Regions from separate parts of the Macaca mulatta genome. Here region 1 is linked to region 2. The links are chromatin contacts, called in public Hi-C maps. All regions are on one chromosome and are shown on one strand. Each heading gives the region's core, a stretch centred on a gene start, on an enhancer-like site or on the middle of the called end of the contact. The rest is flanking DNA. Distances are from core to core; before and after follow the strand shown. Region 1 has its middle 310 kb from the start of PLET1. Region 2 holds the start of LOC693603.

What was found. A called contact is a pair of places that touch in the nucleus more often than the background predicts.
Region 1: a contact with region 2 is called in a Hi-C map of fetal cortical plate, with 2.8 times the contacts expected there. The contact joins the enhancer-like site here to the promoter of LOC693603 in region 2. A contact is called at or near these places in 3 of 14 Hi-C or Micro-C datasets (fetal cortex germinal zone, fetal cortical plate and liver).

Annotation. Positions count from the first base shown.
Region 1 is chr14:113,318,279-113,322,447 of T2T-MMU8v2.0, reverse strand. No RefSeq gene overlaps it. Among named protein-coding and RNA genes, the nearest start is that of PLET1, 310 kb to the right of the region's middle. Within about 2 kb of position 2,202, at least 3 of the 40 cell types and tissues checked have an H3K27ac peak or open chromatin away from gene starts, as enhancers often do. A contact at or near this core is called in fetal cortical plate, where this site is marked.
Region 2 is chr14:113,033,223-113,037,580 of T2T-MMU8v2.0, reverse strand. LOC693603 reads right to left here and starts at 1,440. Exons shown (of 4, transcript XM_077964286.1): 1 at 826-1,440. The coding sequence starts at 1,308.

The DNA of each region.
Region 1 (4,169 bases), core at 953-3,452, 280 kb before region 2:
GTGTGGGAACCAAGACGAACACCAAAGCCCAGCGTAATGGGGGGAAATGGCAGGCACACACACACACACACACACACACACACACACACGCAATTATAACGTGATATGGTTAAAATGATGGTGTTTGCAAAGTGGTATGTTAACACAGCTTTCCCCTGGACAAGAATTATATTCTTGGGTCACAGAGGGCAGCTTGGTATTTTAAAGGGAACCAACATTAAGGTCATTTCATCCCCAGAGCCAAGTGCAGAGCCTGGCACACAGTAGATATTTACTAAGTAATTGACGAATAGAGGAATGGGACGGAAGACTGCCTGATAGAGCTGAGAATAAGACCCAGCTCTGCCCTTTTCTGTCAGTGAGTCCATAGGCAAGTTGAATTAATTCACTGAGCCTCAGTTTCTTCATAAATAAAACAGGGATAATGATCCTCATCTCACAGGGTTGTTTTGTGGGTTTAAAGAAATGAAATGAGCTCCAACAGATGCAAAGTGACCTTCAAGATACCAATGACATAGTAATAATAAACTAGTACTCATTGTTTCTCTGAGTCATGTGCCAGCAGGATCACATTTGGACTATTCCGGGCATCATGAGTTAAGATAGGCATTAACAAATTATAGTCCATTCAGAGAAAAGACCAAAATGAAGAGTGCTTTAGGAAGCAAGAAATGTTGTGGGGCTAAGGGGGCGAAGTCTTCCATAGAGCCCCAGAAGGCAGCACCAAAGGAGGGTAAAATTTGGGGAGTTCTATTCCAGCTCTGGTATGGAAGAATGTTCTGATAACCATAGCTGCCAAGAATGAAATGAGCTGCTTTACCAAGCAGGGAGCACCTCATTGCTGGGACTTTTAATGCAGGGTTTGAAGCAGCATCTGCCAGGAATGTTCAGACCATCATTTCTTCAACATGGTATTTATTGAGTACCTACTAGGTGCTCTCCTCTTGTTCTAGGGAACTTTGATTAAAAAGGAAAAGCAAAGACATAGCTTGTGGATCTAAAGCACTCACAAAAGCAAATGATTTTGTGTATAATGTTACAAGCTGCTGTGGGAACACAGAGGGTTTTATAGAAGGGATTTTGCCTTTGGATGGGAAACGGGACAGAATGACCTCTAAGGTCTCTTGGTTCCTATTATTCTATGATTCTATGTAAATCATAATAATCTCTTTCTGCCAAGAATTTACTCATCTAATCCAAAGGTTTTCCTTGGAATTAAACCTTGGCGATTGAGCCTCTAATTCTTGAATGGTAAGATTCCACAAAAGTATTGATAATGATGCCTTATACCAGAAAAGCACTTTCCCCCCAATCTGGTGGAAGAAATTTGACATCTATTATAACATTTAACCCTCACATCTAACCTATACAGAAAACCATGTTTAAATAGATAAGGAAATGGAGAAACAGGAACAACACGGACTTGCCTCAAGTCACTCACTCATTCGCAGTAGAGCTGGGGAGAATGCAGGTCACCTAAGCCTCGTTTATTGTTCTTGCCAATAGGCCATAATGCATTTAGTTTTCTTCTTCTTGGATTTTGTCTTGGAAAGTTTCTCTTTCCCTCTACCTCCTCCCCTCCCCCCTACTCTGTTATTGCAAGCACAGAATCTGGCAGATGAATGACCTGGCTGATCTCCCAAGTTTCCCTCTGAAATGTAGAACCCGACATCCCTTCCATTTGAAATTCCAAACACAGTCACTGCTGTGTCAGAAAAAATATTAACCGTTTGAGCAGTGGACCTTGCCACCAGCCCAGGAGAATGATAAGCACAGGCAGAGAAGGGAAGCCACTCACTGCCTTTGTTCAGCTCTAAGGGAAGATGCATGACCTAGCTGGGGTGGCGATGCTGTTTTTTAAAAATAAAATATAGGGATTCGAATGCCTGTGCTAAGAGCATTTGCTCCATGGGGAAACGGCCTTCTCCGGGAGACCAATAAATGTGTGCTCGGGCTTATTTATTTGGCTTTCCTTTGAGGTTGAAGTGGCAACCAGTGGGCAGGTCCTGAGGCCAGGGCTTCTGCAAATGTTAGGCCATTTGGAATGCTGGCGATTCCACTGTTCTTTTTTATCCCTGGGAGTGAATCACTCTGACAGCCTGACAAGGCTGCTGAGAGACAGAGTGAGGCACCTGTTTAGACAGTTGTCCCATCAGACTGGGTAGCCTGCTGTCTCTTCACCAGTGGGGGTCAGGGCAGGGAGGAGACAGGAAAAGGATGCGGGGCTGAGCAGAAAGCTGCACTGTCACCTGAGGATGTCCCCTGGCCAAGTGCCTTGCAGGCACCCTCCTAGGGTATCCCAAGCTGCTCCACTGGCTGGTTTGGAATTCTCAGCTGGATCAATCAGGTAATGTATGTGATTTGCTTCCAGAAATATCAGAGACAAAACAGGAAAATTTCTACATCTTCATCCATGAAAAACTGAGCTCTGAAAGGCATTCTCTAAAAGGAATTTCATGTTGTTGGCAATGGCAGTATCATTGGAAGATGACCCACACCTATACACACCCACACCCATTCACACACACACACATGTGCACCAGCACCTCCTCATTCCCTTATATTGCTTTATTTTTCTCCATGGCACTTACCATTTTTGCTGTCACTTATTTATTTGTTATCTCCTCTACTAGAGAATATTCGCTCTGTGAGGGCAATGACTTTGTCAGTTGTTCACTGCCGCAGCCCCAGTCCATCAAATGGGGACTGGCAATAGTTAGTTCTCATTAAATAACTGTTTCTTCACTTGTGGCCTCAAGGCCTATTACTGGAGATTTATTAACTTAGTTTTCAAAGACTTCAATGTTATTAAAATGCAAACATCCTTAGAATCGCTCTTTAAGTCTTAATAATAGTTCTCAGCTAATAAATTTTGAGGATGAGAGAGTCTGCCATCACATTGTGAAGCGCAGATACTTTCTGGAGTTATGCTTGAGAGGAAAGCATTACAGGTGAGGAGGATCTAAAACAAGAGGGTGAGTAACAGTAAGGCCTGGAATGTGGCCTCTTGAGTATTTTGCCCCAGTTGGCCCTGCCTGAGTCAGATTTGACTCTCGGGTCACTCTAAATCCAACGTCAGCAAATCCTATGTCAGCTCTGGTAGAGAAATCCCCTTCTCTCCACTCTCACTATTGATACCAAGTGCAAGAGCCCTTCGCCCTGAAATACCCGTGGTCAATCAACATAACCAGTCTGCTGCCTCCAATCTCCCTATCTCATCCCTGTTGTGTACCACTTCCGGGCCAACTTTCTAAAACACCACTGTCTTTGGACTACCCTCTGACAGTCACTAAGATGATTTCTGAATATTTCTGGTTCTCCCTTTAGAGACCAATGATAGGCACGTGCATGACTAGTTTTGTTCTGTGAGTTGTGAGAAGACACAATAGACATCAGTTCTGGGCGTGAACATTTCATTGCTGATGTGAGACCCCCCCCCCAGAGCTCTTTCTGTCTGGCACAGTGACCACCAATATTTCAGATTAGCCTGGATCCTGAGTGAACAGGGTGAGCAGACACCCCTGGTAACCCACAAGGGATATAAAATGTAAAATTAACCTTCATTATTTAAGGCCCTGATAATTAGGGGTTGCTGATTTCTGCAGCATAACACTGACTATCCTAATACCTACCACATGCAATAAAACCTATAATGTTTCTCATTACTCATTATCATGTGTGATGTATAGTACACAGATTATGGTTCTATAACCAATGTAATAGGTTATATACAAGTAGGTTACATAGTACCTCTGGTACTATTAAACAGACATGGATCTAAGTCCTAGTTTTGCTACTCACCATCAGACAAGGGCAAGCTATGTAATCTCCTACTAAGTCTCCTCCTTTGTAAAATTAGAATAATACTTACCTTGGGGTGATTAAATGAAATAACAGTGCTGGTGACAGGCCTATAGTAGTCATTCAGCAAGGATGCCGAATGTGGGTAAGTTCCCTTTTCTCTTCCTCTTCTTTCTGCTGACATTCACATGTCTCTATCACCTGGCCATACCCAGCCCACCTGACTTACCTCCCACTACTCGCCTGCACAACTGATGCTCACATAATGTCACAAAGAGTGATGCTCAACCCTGGCTTCACATTTGAAAAATTCGGAGTGCTTTATTAAAATACCCATGCCTCCTCTTTACCTTACGCCAATTAAATCA
Region 2 (4,358 bases), core at 191-2,690:
CTGGTGTCACTGAGAATGAGACACACAGATTTGGACTGCAGGGAAGCTCTCACAGTAACCATTACACACAGAGCACCAAGACCTGAAATCAGTACACAAATACCAGATATTTTCCTTCCAGAATTTAATTTAATGCTCACAATCACCATCCAAGTAGGCGGCATTTTTCCCATTTTACAGATAAGAAAACTGAAGTTTAGAAAGGCTGTTTTCCAGAATTACAGAGCCAGTCAACAGATGGCAGACAGGGGTCTCCAAGCAAGGAATTTCTGGCTCCAAAGTTCACGGTACCCTACCACACTATTTTCTTAATTCAAAGAAAGAAGTTACAAGGAACGGAAATGGAGATAATAATTTTGCAATTTATTACAGCACTAGTAAAGATGCTGCCTCTTTTACAAAGTAATAATCCAATGGACTGAACTAATCATACTGTGCTAGTACCCCGTTAACCCTCTCTAAAACATTCACAAAGTGGATACGACGTAGGGCTGCTCCAGGGCCAATGAGTTTTCTCTCTAAAGTAAAATTCCCAGGGAGCGCTCTGGTCTCTAAGGCTTGATTAGCAAGTACCAATTAATGCGCCTTCAGTCCTCTTTGTGTCTTGAGCACTGAGGGCTAACCCTTGCCTTGCCGACAAAGATGAGATGAAATCATTGACTCACCCTAAAGACCTCAAGTTCTAATGCACTGCTCCCTCCCAGGGCCTTGAATTGAGAACAATCTTTAGGACAAAAGACTGCATCTCTAATAGTGAAATTTTAGACGTCAGCAAAGGAGATATTTTTAAGTCACACATAGACACACAAATTTTCCACGTCACACCTTATTGAGACAGTGGTTCCTCATCTGGTGCCGAGGACCGCGGCTCACCTCGGTGTTACCCAACTTAACGTCTTGCCCCGCCACAAACCATGGGTACAGACCAAACCAGGGCGTGCAATGCCCGGAAGACTGGTCCAACCCCGGCGCCCAGGCCTGCAACCCCTGGGAGGCGTGGGCGACCACTGCCAGCACCCCGACGCTGTCGCTGCGTCCCCGCGGCTCCCCCTCTCCGGGGTCCGCCCGGCCAACCCAGGCGCCCGCAGCAGGGACCACGCCCGCCCGAAGCCGGCGCGTCCCCGCCCCCCGGGACGCACCGTGGCTGCCAGAGGGCCGCTGCTGCCACCTCGCGGCGGCGTCTCCCCGAACCGCGCTCAGCCGCCACGCCCAGAAACCGCCCCCCAAAGGACGCTCGGGTCCGAGTCCAGTGGGCCTGGGAGGTGGTGACTCCTGGCAGGGGCTTCCTACGGAAGGAATCGTCTTCATCTCGGGTCACTCACGCCGCGCACCCAGACTGGAGGTGGAGATGAACGCTTCCAGCACCGACCTCCCCCAGGGTTCCAACGGACACGTAATCCACGCCCCTTCCCCGTCTGGGGATCCGAAAAAGCCACACAACCTGGCCCCAGACACAACGTATAACAACTAGGACCCCAGGATCTGGGCAGACCGGCTCTATTTGGGCCATCCTGGATGCCTGAAGAATGCGAGTTGGAGCGGAGATCTTTGAACTCAGATTCAAATGTGAGACCCACTGAATTAGAATCCCCTGGGCAGAGGCCAGGGAACTATTTTTGCAAAGTTCCCCCAGGTGATCCTAATGGTCAGGCAGGTTGGGGACCCTCCCAGTTACAAAATCTAGATGACCTTTTCAGGTTACCCACACATGCACAGAAACACACACCCCTGAGTCTATGAAAAGGCAACAATATAAGGTTGTGTGCTTGAAATGAGAAAGATTTCATGACAGCTCATCACCTAGCCCCTGAGTTTCCAACCTTGTCCGTTTATCATGCCCTTAATGTCTCAATGCTTTTTTTCACAGTAACCCTAGGCCTAAAGAAATACCTAACTGTTCTGTGTATTAAGTAGCTAGACCCAAAGTAAGAAGTATTTCTGTCCTAACAACTTAGTAGCTACTACAAAAAATAATGCATATAAAATAGGAAAAAAAATTATCTTATTCTTAGCCACAACTTCTCACTAATGGGATGTGTGTCCTTTTTGGGCACCGCGCAACTTCTCGAACCTTGGAATTGGATTAGGCACTGCCACCCTCACTCCCTATTCTATACTGATTTTTCCCATAGTACATGTTTTATGTCATAGCAAATGACAAAAACTGAAAATATAGCTTCTGAAAAATATGGTTTTATCAAAAAACATGTAGGGCAGGCTGGGCGTGGTAGCTCACACCTGTAATCCCAGCACTTTGAGAGGCCAAGGCAGGTGGATCACTTGAAGTTAGGAGTTCCAGACCAGCCTGGCCAACATGGTGAAACCCCATCTCTACTAAAAATACAAAAATTAGCTGGGTGTGGTGGCACGTGCCTGTATTCTCAGCTACTCAGGAGGCTGAGGCAGGAGAATCTCTTAAACCTGGGAGGCGGAGGTTGCAGTGAGCCAAGATCGCACCACTGCACTCCAGCCTGGGCAACAGAGTAAGACACCATCTCAAGGAAAAAAAAAAAAAAAATGTAGGGCAATCTAATGTTGAGTCTGCAAGCTATCCTGCACTGCTTAGTAGTTTGCATGGAGAACAACAGAAGTTGAGTGTTGCCTTTGACCTTTAAAATATCCCAAAGAGCCCCTCCGAATTCACAGCAGCACCAAGAACACCTCAGCACAGAGTTAGGGAACATGCATGGACCTCGCTCCTGCTCCTCTCCTCATCCCATACTCCCCAGGGTTCACAGTGCTCCTGCAAGCATCTTCTTTCTTGCCAAATGCTTTCCTACCTCAGCACATTGTGCCATTGCTCTTCTCTCTGCCTGGAATGCTCTTCCTCGGGTCTCCGCAGGCCCAGCTCCTTCTTGGCCTCCAGGTCTTGGTTCAAGGACCACCGTGCTCCCTAAAGCCTCTTCAGGCCTCCCACCAAATCACTTCTATCCTATGGGCCTGTTTCCTTTTCTCTGTAGCTTTTATCACTATCTGAAGTTATCCTGCTTAGTTTACTTACTTATTTTCAAGCTTCCCCACCAGAATGTGAACTTGATGAGAATAGAGACTTGTTCATTACTGTTTCCCCAGAACCTGGAACAATGCTTAGCAATAGGTGGACAATAAATAATTGTTCAATGAATGACTGCAGCCACTACACTCAGCTCAGGGAGATAAAAGGTAGGAAGAATGTGCTTTACATGTGCTATCCCCTTGGATCTTCACAACACCCTTTGGAAATAAATACAAATAGACATGATTAACCCCATTTAATAGGTGAGGAACTCACATTCAAAGAAGTTAAGTGTTCAAAGCTGCACAGCTGAAGTGGCAGAGCCAAGATTCAAGTTCATGTCTACTTGACTGCAAAGGCTGCTTTTCATAAAATCACATTAACATCATGTTGGATACCTTCGATACAGACAATAATTTTTTTTTTTTTTTTTTGAGATGGAGTTTCACCCTTGTCACTCAGGTTGGAGTGCAGTGGCACGATCTTGGCTTACCGCAACCTCCATCTCCCAGTTTCAAGCAATTCTCCTGCCTCAGCCTCCTGAGTAGCTGGGACTACAGGCATGAGCCACTACACCGGCTAATTTTTGTATTTTTAGTAGAGACAGGGTTTCATCATGCTGGCCAGGCTAGTCTCAAACTCCTGACCTCAGGTGATCTGCCCGCCTCAGCCTCCCAAAGTGCTGGGATTACAGGCGTGAGCTACCACACCTGGCCAACATTTATTTTTTTAAAAAAAGTTTAACCACATTGCCTCCCATTATCCTACTATCCACCTAAAAAAGGGAATAATAACAATGGCAAAGTCAAGAAATGTAGCCTAGGGGCTAATAGAGCCCCAGAGTCCTTAGAGAAACTGGCCCATGTTGGCATTTCCCCACTCGAGGTCTCAGCCCCTGCCTCCAGTGGAAAATAGCAGAGGCGCCCACCTGGGACGGACTTGCCTTTATTATTCCTCTGGCCGTAGCTGCTACCAGGGAGACCCTCTTGTAGACATATCTTCTGGCCTGGCCCATGTTACCCTGTTAACCTAATGACACGTGTATCTCTCATTGCTGATTACAACTGCCAAGCTCCTGTTGATCATCCTGACAGGTAACAGGTGAACTCACACGCAGCTGCAATCAAGCACATGATGAGCACACACCCTGAGCTCATCTGCATCCCCCAGGAAATGCTGGGTTGCCTTGACCCCCTGGGAGGAACTGTGAAGGATCCCCATAGGCCAGAGCTTGGATGGCAGGACACTGAGTTTGAGACCCTCGTACAAAGAAAGGGAGATTAAAATGTGTTCTCTAAAGTCAAGGGACTTGTGCTTGTCAATTTCCCCTCTTCATCTGGTTTGGTTGCCCCATGTTGCTCTT